Linked DNA regions of Anser cygnoides: region 1 is linked to region 2. The links are chromatin contacts, called in public Hi-C maps. All regions are on one chromosome and are shown on one strand. Each heading gives the region's core, a stretch centred on a gene start, on an enhancer-like site or on the middle of the called end of the contact. The rest is flanking DNA. Distances are from core to core; before and after follow the strand shown. Region 1 holds the start of CCNY (cyclin Y). Region 2 overlaps GJD4 (gap junction protein delta 4).

Region 1 (6,869 bases), core at 4,053-6,552, 150 kb before region 2:
GGACTAAAACACAGTAGCCTCTTATTCATACTCCATATAGACTCTCCAGTTGGCAAAGCCCTTCGTGGCAGCACTGTCTGTTTTTACACATTGTTTTGTTTTGTTTAGTTAGGCTTTGCTATACAAGGGGTTTTATTGTTCAAGAGGAGGCAGTCCCACCCTTGCTAGTAGTCACCATGCCATACCATTGGGTAATTATAGCTCTTTACATGCCAAGATCTCAGACCAAGAAAAGGCAGCCAATCCTGATATGGGAAGACACACACTGGCACAAAAAAGAAAAAAATAGCTAGAGAGACAATGAAGAGAGAAAAACAGAGAGAGACACTGTATGGGATTGTGCTTTATCTGCCTATGACAGTAGCATCAGGGGCAATGTTGTTTTTCCCCAGTAGTTTTCCAATATAGTTACTCCATTCACTGATGAATTAAGACTATGTGAAACTGTGCCAAAGCTAATCCAGTCAAATTCCACCCAGATGGTTAAATCCAATTGCCTGTGCCTTCCCCCACAATGCAAAAGCTTCCCTGGTACAGTCTGCTTTGTTACTGCTTTCCTCCCCTGCCAACCGGCAGCTCTGTGCTGTACGGGTGATCTTCCCTCGTGTGCATAATGCCCGGGCTTCTGGCTGCCTCCACACACAGATCTTAACTTGTTCCATCCCTGGAGAGGTACAAAAAATATGAATGGTTAAGTGTATATATAAATATTCCAGTGTAGCTGTTCTTCAAATGTTTCACCCAAAACGATACTCAGCCTTTCCCTAATTGAGGGAAACTGCCTATTTCTGCAGTAATTTCAGTTTGGTGAGAGAACTGGCAATAATATTCCAGATAATATATTATCTGGCTATGTATGTTTAGGGAAGTACTCTAATGCCTGCCTGAAGGTGTGTCACCTTCATTCCTGAATCCCCTATTTCCTCCTGCTTAGCAAATGAAAATGGCTAGGATTCTCCAGTTGTCACACACTTCAGAGCAGGACCGTGACTTTGTGCCCTGATTTACTGCCTAGAATATTACCTCTTCCGTAGCTGGCAGGAGATTAACATCCTAATTCATGCACTGCAGTTAAATACATTTAGTAGGTAACCTGAATTTTGCCCTTTGCATTCAAAAGAAATCTTGATTTACTCTACATACTGCTCTCAGATTCAGAAAAGCTGCTTACTCGCCAAGTAAAAGTGCTGTTCACCAAAGGGCTGCCTTCAGTTGATGAGAATTCATTTGAAATGTTTTCAGTTAGGTAACACTGAGCAGGGACTCCATAACTTACATAATTCTTGTTGAGTCTTGATGTCTTTCCTGTGACCGGTCACTGCGGGATCACTCTGCCAAGTACCCCAGAAACCTCCAGGTGCCTCTGATGACAGCATAATGGTTGGAGTAGGCATAGGAAGGGCTCCAGATAAGTTGTGACACGGCTGAAAGGACATTTTTTGGCAAGCACTGAAATACTTCCTTCAAGAAAGAGAAGACTGCCTTAATCCTAGAAGAATCAACACCTTAAACAAAGGGGGAACGTGCCGCAGGAGTAGTCCACCTGAACCCACAGGGGTGGACATCTCAGTGAAGTCTGAGCCGTGATGGGTGAACGCGTCCTCCGGAGGAATGCAAAGACTTCGCCTTCCTGGTTGGGTCAGAATCAAGTACGAAGAACTTGCCTTGAGGAAGAAAGTCTTTTGCTGCCACTGAATTTGGGATTGCAACATAAATAATAAATAATAATAAAAAAAAATCAGAGGGTTGATAATTAACATCCCTCAGCTGTTCATCACTGCTGTGCTAGGTAATATTCTAGTCAAAATAAATTTAGGCATGATTGTAAACAGAGTTTAGGGTATGATTCAGTCAACCAGCCAGATCACTTTTCACATTTGTACATAGGAATGTTCATTTTAAGCTTTCTTTTAAAAAATCCCATACAACAATTAACCCTGTGATAAATTTGGCAATACAGCATTTTAGACTTTAATGCCTAAATTGTTAGTAGGACTCCTATTGAACATTAGGTGGCAGTGTGGGGAAGGTATTGTATGACAAATTTCTCAGAGTGTATCTGGAAGACAATCTGGAGTCAAAAGATCTAGCTGTCACCAATCCTTTATTTTAAAGGATTTTATTTTATTTTATTAACCTGTGTTTCCCATATCACTAGGTTTGCAAGCAGAAAGTAGTTCAGGGTTAAAAAATATTTACCACTTCTACGTACCCTAAATAGGTAAAAACCTTTTCTAAGCAAAACAGTGACCTACATCTGCTACACTTGTTGATGATGTACTAGGAAGACTTCAGGAACAAAATTTAATGGGTCACATTATTAACATTAAACCTATAAAAGTACATTGTCTTCCGAACAGTGGAGATTTAAAAATATCTTTATGCAGGAAGAAGCCCTTTGTAAACACAGGTAGCTCAGCACTGACCAATCTTGGCCTTAGTTTTAGGTGCTTTATGGTGTTCCTCAGCTGATGTATTAAGTTCCTCGGGAGGACAAACTCATGAAAATACATAATCTTAAACTTCAAGGACAGAATGATCTCCAAGCAAGGAAAGACACAAAAGATCATCTTTTGAAACACGACATCTAAGCAAGTCATGAGGTACAGTGAAGTGTTTTTGCTTTACAGTGCCAACGTTTATCAAATGATAATTTACATTATACACTTGATACAGCTGAAATTTGATACAGCTGAAATAAAGTTGTCACAATTGAAAACCAAACATGCTTTCCTGACGTATTTCATTTATTTACTTGTCTCAGCTCTCAGATACCAGCGTGAGACCATTACCCTAGAGGAGCGTTCCTTTTCTTTGACCTTCTCCGTAAGTAGGTATTGTAGCACCTTTGCCATTAGAATGTACTTCAGCAAGCTCTTAGGGCGAGAGGAGGAATAAAGGCATATGAAAAATTCAGAACAAGAGACTGCAAGTAGGAAAATAGGTTGCTACATAGTGATTACATGGTCACAACTGGTGATCACAAGTATTAAATATTTCATATTTTAAAACATTTTTAATGTTTACCTTTAGAGTATATGGACTGAAGTATAAATCATTTGTTTCTAATGAAGAAAACATCTTCTTTAGCTTCTCTAGTTAGATAAGAAGACTTTGCAATTAACCAACCTCCATCATTATGTTTTTGCCTGTTTTGTTTCAAAGATTATGAAAACTGTGGAATATGTACAACATAAAGATTTGACTAAGGATTTGTTATAATAGATTTAGAGATGTTAAAAAAAATCTAAATCATTAGGGGTTACGAAATGTTTGCTCTGTGCCCAAAAAATTAAGTGGTATTGGTACAGCAAAGCAAGGTAACACAAAGGCTTCCCCTGAAGGCAGTACCCAAGCACATGTTTAGAACACAATGCTGCTGGCACCTGAGGAGCAGTCATGGTGGGAGACTACAGGTCAAAACGGCTGTAAATGGGAAAGTGTCTGGATTCCTACAGGATGGTAGGATTTAACGGGGCAGGGCAGGGAGCCATGGCAGGCAGGCAAACAAGTACTTCTTCCACAGAAGCCTTTCTAGCCCTGTCGAACTCCTCCTGTGAGGTGTGCTAAGCTAGACATTTCACTAATGTTTTATTTTTCTATTTTATGTATCCTAGGATAGATTTGATTCTTGCAAAGTTGTGTTTGATTTTTTTCTGATGACTGCTTCTGACCATCTGTGACTTAATCGGCTCTGGCGAGGTGAGCATGGTTTATGCCATGTCCTGGTCCGAGCAGAAGAGTGGGCTGGCAGCAGGCTCGGGAGCAGCTCCAGCCCTCCAGCTGAGGAGCTGGGTACGCCTGATGGTTGCAGCGACCTACGTGGTGGTGGTGGAAAGGGCTAATTAACATTACATCCTACTACGGGACAATATTTCTAAGCTAGAGCACCAGCAAGTGCTTAATTTCCTTTCGTTTGGACACAGACTACAGAATACAGAAGACACTAACACACAAAAGATACTAAACGTATTTTTCATCTTGCATTACTCAAACACAAAAGGACAATGTAACAAACGTACATCGCCGCTTTGGGGTATCACAACATTATTTACAGAAACCCATCCTCAACGTGTTTTTTAAAATGTTATTTTTCTTTATTGTTTTGTACCCCACCAGAGTACATTTGTATCAAATAAACATTGAAGCTTGTTGAAAAATAAAAATGATTTTTTCTTTGCAATGTAGGGTCTGAAAAAAATTTAGTATGAAAACTTAAAGTCTTTCATGTAATTATCCAACTTGGGGCATTATTTATAAAGACACAGTTGTGTCTTTCTGTAATCGAATTATCAGTGTAACCATTTGACTAACGTGACTCAGACCTCCAGTAGTCATGAGATTTGCTTAGATTATAAAGATTAGAAAACAAAACTAATGAGAAACATCCCGAGTCTCCATCGTTAGGATTACACTGATACTGGAGAAAGGGATTTTGACTGGGAAAGCTCTGAATACATGGTAGGGGCACATCACCAGTCGGTTGCATGCTCTCCATCCCCTCTGACCACTCATCTGTGACCACCAGTGGAGTGGGGAGCTGGGGGTTGGCCTCTTCTCACAGGTAACTAGTGGTAGGACTAGAGGGAATGGCCTCAAGTTGTGCCAGGGGAGATTTAGGTTGGAAATGAGGAGACATTTCTTCTCAGAAAGAGCAGTCAGGCATTGGGACGGGTTGCCCAGGGAGGTGGTGGAGTCACCGTCCCTGGGGGTGTTCAAGGAAAGGTTGGACGTGGTGCTTAGGGACATGGTTTAGTGGGTGATACTGGTGGTAGGGGGATGGTTGGACCAGATGATCTTGGAGGCCTTTTCCAACCTGAATGGTTCTGTGATTCTATGAAAACCAAGCCCTCGCAGAATGGAGACGGTTGGACCAGATGATCTTCGAGGCCTTTTCCAACCTTTTCAACCTTTATGATTCTGTGATGCTCTGAATTCCTGAAGGAACCGAGGACACACCCCGCTGCTGGGGGACACGGAGCCGTTGGTGTGAGGGGACCCCGGCGGGGCAGCGCCTGCGGGGGGACAGCGGGGCTGACGGGGGGCTGCAGCCCCCAGGGCGTGCAACGCCGGGCGGGAGCCGCCCCCTCCGCCCCGCCGCTCCCTTCGGCCACCGCCGTGCTTCGTCTTCCCGTCACGTAAACGCACACGGGGCTCGGCACCGCCTGGCAGCGGGCAGGCGGCACGGCCGGGGGCCGCCCCTCAGCCCCCGCCGAGCCGGGCACGGCCGCCGGCCCGGCAGCCCGCCTGGCAGGAGGCGTCACCGCCCGCTTGAACCGGAACCGCTTGGCGGAGGCCGCCCGGGGCGGCTGCTGCTGCTGCTGCCGGTGCTGCCGCTGCGGCTGCCGCGGTGCCGAGGGGGTGAGGGGGGCCCGCGGGGGCGGAGGAGGAGCGCGGCGGCCCCGCCGCCCGGCGATGGGGCTGTGCCTCGGCCGGCCCTGCGCCGCCCGGCCGCGCAGCAGCGCTTAGCTCGCCCTCAGCTGCCGCAGCCCTCGCCGCGGGGCTGCCGCCTCGGATGACCCAGCGGCGGGATCCGCCGGCGAGTGCAGCCGCAGGGCGCCGCAGCCGCCGCCTCTCCCCATCCTCCTCCTCCTCCTCCTCGTCCTCCTCCTCCTCGCCCATGGCCGCCCGCCGCCCCCGCTGACCGGCCGCCCCTCGCCTCCTCCCCGGCCGGGGTCGGCTGGAGCAGAGAAGATGGGGAACACCACCTCCTGCTGCGTCTCCTCCAGCCCCAAGCTGCGCAGGAATGCCCACTCCCGGCTGGAGTCCTACCGCCCCGAGGCCGACCTGAGCCGGGAGGACACGGGCTGCAACCTGCAGCACATCAGCGACCGGGAGAACATCGACGGTGAGGGCGGCCGGGCGGCGAAACCCCGGGGGGCTCCGGTCCCTTCCCCTCGCCCTGCCCGGGCGCGGAGCCCCCGCGGTGTCCCCGCGTCCCAGCCCCGGCCGTGTGGTGCCGGGGTGCGCTGCCCGAGCCCTGCGGCACCTCGGCGGGGGTGCTGGGGGTCGCCTGGGCTGGGCCGCGCTGGGACGGGCCTGTCGCGCATATCGCCGGCCGCGGGCAGAAGCCGCGGGGCAGAGCCGGTGAGGCAGCAGCGAAGGCAAGAAGTGACCTCCGCGCTGCCGCCGTGACTCTTCCTGCCCGCGGTGCTGTCGCGATGAGGCGCGGCTGCTGGGCTCGCCCGCGCGTCGCTTCGCCCCCTTTCCCCTCAGCCGTGCCCTGAGGAGCCCCGGCCCCCCGCAGAGCCCAGCCGAACTCGCAGGCGCGGGTTAACCCGCACAGGCCGCTCGGGCTCTGGGTGCCCGCACCGTTCGTCCCCACAGCTTCACCTGGGGGAAGGTCAGCGGCGTCCCGGAGCAGTTCACATGCAGTGCTTTTGGTAGGGAGCCAGGAGGAGTGACTGTGGCGCGCCTCACTTTGCCTTCCAGGGTTTTGTTTTTTATTTTTTCGTAGCTTACGTGGTGGTGATTTTATTACGGTTTTGTGTTAGGTCAGTTCTTGGCACCGGTGAAGTTACGAAGTGCCTGGTAGCAGATGGATTCCCTCTCTGGTTAAGGCCATTTCTCTGAATTCTGGAATTTAATCCTGGAAATATGAATGTTTTTCAGATGTCTTCGCTGCACGCAGCTGAAAAATCGGAGTGTAATAGGATCAGTAGGTGGAAAAAAATACATAATGGTCTGGTCTGAGACAGTCAGGGAAATGAAAGAACCAATTGTTGATCTATGAATGATTAATTCTTCCAGCAGCAGCGTTGTCCAGCGTAGCAGTGTGCATCTATATCTACAGCAACAGATCCTGCAGTAAAGTTTTTGGTCAGATGAGTGGATGAGTGTGGGCTTTGTGCCTTGTTCTTGAAGCTTTT
Region 2 (7,446 bases), core at 2,988-5,487:
GGCAACTGAAGAAGTATTAGAGAGAAATGACTGGGGTACATGTGCACACACAAATTTACATTCATAGTACATTTTAAATAAGTTTTCTAGTAGCACCTTAACTAGCTCATGAGTAAGTATCAGTCTAGACACAGCAGAGAGATTTTGTCGGCAGTAGTAAACTATATATATAGTTTTGCAGCCAAGACAAAGAAAAAATGCTACTTCATGAAACAATCTTTTGTATTTTGAAGAGTTTCATGCTGTGTTAGCTCATCTATATTGAAATAGGACAAAATCCAGGTGCAGGAATATGAAACCAACGGTAAGTAAGAACTGTAAGAGAAATGGAATTATTCACTCATTTTCTTTTTTCTAATGGATTTGTATAAGTTCAGAGTGTTTTCATTAGTCTGAGGTTTCACTTGGTTTGTTTTATTGCATGTCAAACTCCTACACTCTCAAGTCTAGGTGAAAGTTATGGAATATGCTAGCTAACACATATTCACACAAGTTTCAGTCCTAGTCAAAACAAAGCCAAGGAGGTGCTTTTTCAAGAGGAAACTGATTACAGAGGTATTTCTTCAAATGCTTTGTATACAGAGAGAGCCTCACTACATTCTCTGCCTTTTCTCCTCTCTCAGTGCTCTGACTCCTTCTTTGGTTCTCTTCTAGGAAAGATCTGGCTAATGTTGATAATTCTGCTGCGAATGGCAGTGGTTGTGTTAGCAGGCTATCCACTCTACCAAGATGAGCAGGAGCGCTTCATCTGCAACACCCTGCAACCAGGATGCTCCAACGTTTGCTATGACTTGTTTGCTCCCATATCTCACTTCAGGTTCTGGCTCATTCAGACTGTGTCTATCCTGCTACCTTATGCTGCATTCAGCATTTATGTTTTGCACAAGGTAGCTACGTACATTGTAAGAATGCACTGTTTGGTGTACAGATGCAGAGGCAATAAGGATTCATCCAGTCACAAAGACCTGAAGAAACTTTGTAGAAGTGCTCTAGTCAATAGATTAGACTGTGATGCAGAGAACCTAAGTGTCCTCAGTTTTTCTGGGGCATACACTGTTCATCTCTTTTTTAGGACACTAATTGAGGCTGCCTTTGCAGCTGCTCAATATTACCTTTTTGGATTCTTTGTTCCTGAGCGCTTTTCCTGCTACCATTCACCTTGTACAAGTACAGTTGATTGTTATATCTCCCGGCCCACTGAGAAGTCCATCATGATGGTTTTCATCTGGGGTGTCACCAGTCTGTCCTTTCTGCTCAGCCTTGCTGACCTTGTCTGTGCCCTCCGGAGAATGACAGCAAGAAACGAAAAGAATGATCTGCTGGCAAACCTCCATGCAGAGGGTGAGGGCACTGTAAATCTTTCCCTAGGACAGCATGGCAGCCCAAAATCCCCACCTCCAAATCAAGATTGTCCAGCATCAAATGGCAGCCAGACCAGTGATGGCTCCTGCTCACTTCTCTCTGAAGAGGAAAAGGAGACTATTATTCATCCTGAAGGGGTCTCTCAGCAAACTGCCAGCACTAACCTTAACAGCAACAAGCCCTGTATGTCAGGAGATCTTGATGTTAAGCAAGATAATATTGAAGAACCATTGGGTGCTGGTGACCAAGAAGGAACTACATGCCAGCAGGTGATACCAGGGCTCCAGCAAGGTTTCATTAAAGATACTGCCCTGACTTTGAGACCTCAGATCAAGTCTCACCTTGGAGTTTCCTCCTCTGTAGTTCAGAGCAAGCTTTTAGGATACTACACTTCAGCTGAGCTAAAGAATCCTGATGCACAATCAAATTATAGTAGTTCTAGTTGCTTGAGATCAAAAAAGTCAGAATGGGTATAAAATTCTGAGAGACCACTACACAATGAGCCTGGCAGGACACATCACTGTGACCCTAAGGAATTTTTGGGTAGTTTCAGCTGGATCCCTTTGCTGAAGTTATGTTGCAGAGACATGCTGCTTTGCTGTGTTTGGCTAACTGAAGGAAAAGAGGCAAAATGGTGGATAAGAATTTGAAGGATATTACATTAATGGAACTGCTTTTTGGAAAATGTAACATATTTATCCTTTTCTGGGTGTAAGTGACTCTAAAAAGCTGTGGACTGTCACTGATGTGACTCACCTGTTTTGCCAGGAGTACATCTGCATACTTGTTTGCTCTAACCTAGTTTTATTGCAAAAGATTGAACTTAAGGAAGGTGTGACTTTTAAACACAGTTGTACATTATCTACTGTCAGAAGGTTAATTTATCTCCTCATATTAAAACTCTCTAAGCCCACTCTAAGAAAGGACATTCAGGCAAGGGTAGATGGTGAAAAATATAAATAAATGTTTTGTAGCAAAGTGTTAATGTGTAAAGAAAGTGTGGATCTTATGGATCTTTTGGGACTGAAGAGTACACCTCCACTACTTAGTGTATTGGGTTTACGTGGCAAGGTTTTGGTAGGGGGGGGCCTGCAGGAGGGGGCCTCTGTGAGAAGAGTCCAGCAGCTGCCCATGTTAGATAAGGGCCAGTTTCAGCTGGCTCCAAAGGGACCCGACCCTGGCCACAGCCAAGCCAATAAGCAGTGATGTTTGAGTCTCTGTGAGAGCAGATTTAAGAAAGGGAAAAAGCTACTGCACAACAGCAGCTGGGATTGTGAGGAGTGAGAAGCAGCCCTGCAGCCCCCAAGGTGAGTGCAGCAGGAGGGCAGGAGGTGCTCCAGGCACACAGCACAAGTTCCCCTGCGGCCTGTGGAGAGGCCCCTGGTGGAGCAGGCTGTCCCCCTGCAGCCCATGGGTCCCACACGGAGCAGATCTCCACGCTGCAGCCCGTGGAGGAGCCCCCGGTGGAGCAGGTGGATGTGGCCTGGAGGAGGCTGCGGCCCATGGAGAGCCCCCGCAGGAGCAGGCCCCGGGCCGGAGCTGCAGCCCGTGGAGAGGAGCCCATGCAGGAGCAGTTCGGGAAGGACGGCATCCTGTGGGAGGAATCCCACGTGGAGCAGGGGCAGAGAGCAACTGTGAAGGAGCGGCAGAGACGAAGCATCAGGGACTGACCACAGGCACCATGCCCCGTTCCCCTGCGCTGCTCAGGAGGAGGAGGAAAAAGAGGGTGTATGGGGGGAAGGTGTTTTATTTATTTATTTTTAGTTTCTCACAACTCTAACTTGTTAGTAATAGGTGATAAATTTCACTGATCTCCTTATGCTGAGTCTGTTTTGCCTGTGTCAATGATTGTCGAGGGATCTCCCTGTTCTTATGTCAACCCTTAAGCCCATTTCATCATATTTTCTGCCCCTTTCCCTTTGAGGAGGGGGAGTGAGAGAGCGATTGTGGTGGGGCTCAGCTTCCAGGCTGGGTAAAACCACCACAGTTAGCAGTACAGTGACAGTACCTTTCTCTAGCCCAGAGGTCAACTGGCACAGTCTGACCATGTCTGTGTTACTCAGCTCCATTAGCCTGCAAAACAGGGTGGCTGCACCCACGCTCGCTGTCGGGATTGGTGATAAGCTGAAGAATTGCCCAGGAGATGATGAGAAGGTGTGGGCCAGCAGGGTTTCAGGGGGTGCTCTAACAGCTTGGTGGCGCAGGGGACCAAGCTCTAGTGCCCATGCCCTGGCACTATTTACTGTGCGTGAGTGCAGATGTGCTACGTCTTACATGTACGTCTTACACTATGCATGAGTGCGGATGACATGTCTACAAAGCGTTATGTATTAATCTGAAATAGTCACACTAAGCTCCCTGTTTCAGTAGGGAGAATGATTCATCTGACCTGTTCAAGGCACCTCTTCAGTTACGGTGAGTCGCTTTCTAGATGTGCCTATTTCAACCACAATGTGAATATCTCAGACCTGGGCTTAGGGAAGATGATTTCTAACCCAAGAGAAGGATAAAGCAGCCATAGCTATGCAGAAGTACTCACCTCCTTTGTTTGACAGACACTAATCACTTGAAGACGTGTCTAAATGAAGCGAATCACAGATTTTATTATTGTCATGCTTTGTGCTTGCCTTCAATGTTAATTCTCCTGCATTTACATAAGCGTGGTCCAGCAGTGAAGCAGAGCAGTGTGTGAGCTGAATTTTCTTATACCTACCCGTCAGCGGGGGCTGAAGGTTGCATACACCTGCAGATCATCAGTGGGAGTGGATGTGGAGGAGTGTGCGCTCAGAGGAATGTACTGCTTGCAGTGCCCGTGACACAGGGCTGCTCAGGGGGTGGCACGAGCTGGTGTTGTAGGCACAGCCTGGAGCTGGAGTAGCTCCCACTCCATTTAGACCCATGCAAAGGGAAAACAGGCACCGATCCAGCCTTGCCTTTGCTCTGCAGTATAACAAGTTTCTGTAATGGCTTAATAGCTGGCTCCTCGCTGCAGCACATCAAGGGAAAACAGCCTTCACATTCTTCCTTTTCTCTCCTGTGGGTACAGACGTCTTTGGGATAGTCTGGCTCATAATGTCTGGGTATCATTTCTCACATATACGAGGTAAAGACTGGCACTTAATTATCCCTCATCTTCTGCTTCCCCTCAGAAATCAGGAAGCAGAGGTACTCTTTGGGCCTGGAGGCAGAATTTACTTTTGTAAAGTAGTTTGGGATCCTTAGGTATGCTACAGAAGTTTTTAATTGCTACCTTCTAAGTAATGTTTTTCTCTTTATTAGCTGTGTTTGTTTCTTTTATCGTGTGTGCTTGCTGTATGTTTTGTCATTTCCAGGACAGGAGCAGCATTAATTATTAAATTTATCATAGGCAGAAAACCATAAAATATTTAAATTCCTCATCCTCCAAAGCCTCTGTAATGGGGTCTGTGCTGATTACCCATACCATGACAAAACACTGCAACAATGAAACCTGTTATGATTCACTGCCTCTTCTCAGCTGTGAGAAGGAATGCAAGGAACAAATGTGAGTTCAGTTTGTCGTGTACATCCCTCAATGTGAAATATAAATAGGATGGGATAAATAATAAATGCGCTGTGGCTGGACACAATTTGCTTATTTGTGTCTTTAGCTAGACATCTTTTAATCACTAAGGAGTCTCATTTCCAATCAAGAAGATCCTCTTTGTGTCAGAAGTGGAAAGTGAAATGAGTGAGCTTCTTCCTTACTGTGCTTGTGGTTTCTGCGTGAGACTGCGGCCTTGTTTGTGCCACTCAGCTGCAGACCTGGCTGCTCCCGTACCCTTCGACTCATAATCCGGGGTCAGTGCAATACACAGCGCGTTTGTAAAAACTGCCTACTAAACCAGCACGATTTGTATGATATGAGAGGGAATAGACATTTCTGGCATCAACAACCTGCTCTTTAGGGAATGTCTCTGAATCTCCTAATAACTATTTCCAAGTCATATTTATTAAATTACAAAGACGTGGTTTTACAGGCTGGGTTGACTAGCATGGGAGATGAAGGGAAGATGTGCGGAAATGTTTGTATTATTCTGAGCTTCCCTGGGTCAAGCAAGTTAGATACCATTGCTGGTAGGGGCATCCACAATGGGGAGGAGGAAACAGGACAGAAGATCTGTTTGAAAGAAGAAACTAAGAGGATCCATCCTAATTTCTTCTTATATTCGGTATCACTGAATGTTAAGGTGCTATGAATATATCTGCATGTCCTAAAAAAGTGAGTAAAAGATGTAATAGATGTGGAGCAAGGAAGTAACAACATTTTATTCTGTGTAAGCAAAGATGTATTTTTTTTTAACTTGTGAATTGATCTTGTGAGTCCTTCCAGAACATTCTTTGTACTCAGAATAATGTTGCGAAAGCTACTTGTTAAGTTTGCCAGCATTTCTTTATATCTTTTCTTTACCCAGCCACTCCAGAAAAAAAAAAAGCATTTCTGCTTGATGACACAATACTCCTAACACTGCCCTCAGGAAGCTTTATCTTGCATTCAGACAGGGCTGCCAGAGCTGCAGGGCAGGTATTAGTTGCACACTGTGATGGGTTTATGGAACTATATGTAAGCTATGTATGGTGCTCATCATGTCTTGTATTACCCAACAAAGGACTATACAAAAAGGAAATAAGACTTGGAACAGGTCAGGAAATCTGTAATGAAATAGTTTCCACATGGAAATAAAATTTTCATTGGAGAATTATAAAAAACCTAAAACCATTCTGTTCTCTTAGTATCCTTGACTGTATGATAGCACTTCTCATGTTAAATAAATATCTTGCAGGATGTTGAAGACCAGCAATTTCCATCTTTTGCATACACCAAAATCAAATATCCCTGGGAGTTTCTGCAGTATGAGCATGAGTTTCTGAGTATCACCACGATTAAAACAATGAACTAACCAACCAAAAACAAACAAAAAACCCACCAGTTCTATTTCTCAACATTAAATAAGATAGGCTGTTAAAAACTTTTCATGAAAAGTATTTTTTCAATGTTTTGTTTTGTTTTAGTTCGGACTATGTTTTAATACCAAAATAAAAGCCAAACCCTAAGTTTCAATCAGCTATAATCACTTTCTTCTCTTTCTTCACACTGTAGGTTGGGTCACTTTGATTTATAGTCACCAACATAGTGGAAAGCTGTGACTCTATTCTCTTGTGAAATACACTGTAGACAGGTGTCTAGGGAATGCATAATTTCCCATTGTCAGCAGTTGTTCTCCATGAATCTCTTAGTTCAGACCATGATAAGTATTAAATCGGAAATTAACAATGTAGAGATCCTTAGTGTATTCTTTCAAGTTATTAAAATTATCTGCCCTTTTGTGATACATCGTTATTCCAGTGATTATCTTTCTAGAAGGGCTCATTAAAGAGGATATTAATTGCACATTATTTTATTTTAATGTCATGATTACAATGAAGAACAGATAAATTATTACTGCTTGTAATATTTTAAGATAGTAAAAAAATGCATCTCCAAAATTAAGAAAGTTGAGTAGTTGAAAGGCTGCTCTTTAACTTCTGTCTTTTGTACTGCTTTTAATAGCCTGATGTTCAACTGATAGGGAAGTAATTTCACAATGTAATGCTTTTACATTGTAATTGAGTTGCTAAAATATTCTGTAAATTTGATGGTCTTTGTTCAAAGTCATAGCATGAACTCTTGGCCTGTGGTACACAGTGATGACAATTCTCAAAAATTAGTTTAGCAAGACAGAAATTTGATCAAAAAGTTTGGTATCTTTGCACTTTATATTATCTGGCATCAATGTTGCAATTATCTGGCATCTACATTGCTATCACAATCTTACTAGCTTTTGCCTTTCCTTCTCCTATTTCTGTTTTCTTAGATTTGGTGTTGACTAGGGGGATGTCCCAGGCCATCTCCACAGCTATGATTTAATTATGGGAGCCCACATACGGTGCTCACTCAAAGGGCTGTTTTCTGATCCTGTGCCATGCACAACACAGACATGTTGGAAGACAGAGAGCTGTGTCTAATGCAGGTTCTGCAGGTAACACTCTGAGTACTGGATTAGCTTTGAAAAGTTTTCAGTGATG

The links. A called contact is a pair of places that touch in the nucleus more often than the background predicts.
Region 1: a contact with region 2 is called in a Hi-C map of granulosa cells, with 4 times the contacts expected there. The contact joins the promoter of CCNY here to the enhancer-like site in region 2. A contact is called at or near these places in 2 of 7 Hi-C or Micro-C datasets (granulosa cells and liver).

What each region holds. Positions count from the first base shown.
Region 1 is chr2:14,663,860-14,670,728 of Taihu_goose_T2T_genome, reverse strand. CCNY (cyclin Y) reads left to right here and starts at 5,302. Exons shown (of 10, transcript XM_048076573.2): 1 at 5,302-5,848. The coding sequence starts at 5,695.
Region 2 is chr2:14,512,517-14,519,962 of Taihu_goose_T2T_genome, reverse strand. GJD4 (gap junction protein delta 4) reads left to right here. Exons shown (of 3, transcript XM_048076521.2): 3 at 655-6,173. The coding sequence ends at 1,838. Among named protein-coding and RNA genes, the nearest start is that of GJD4, 7.9 kb to the left of the region's middle. Within about 2 kb of position 4,237, at least 1 of the 3 cell types and tissues checked has open chromatin away from gene starts, as enhancers often do.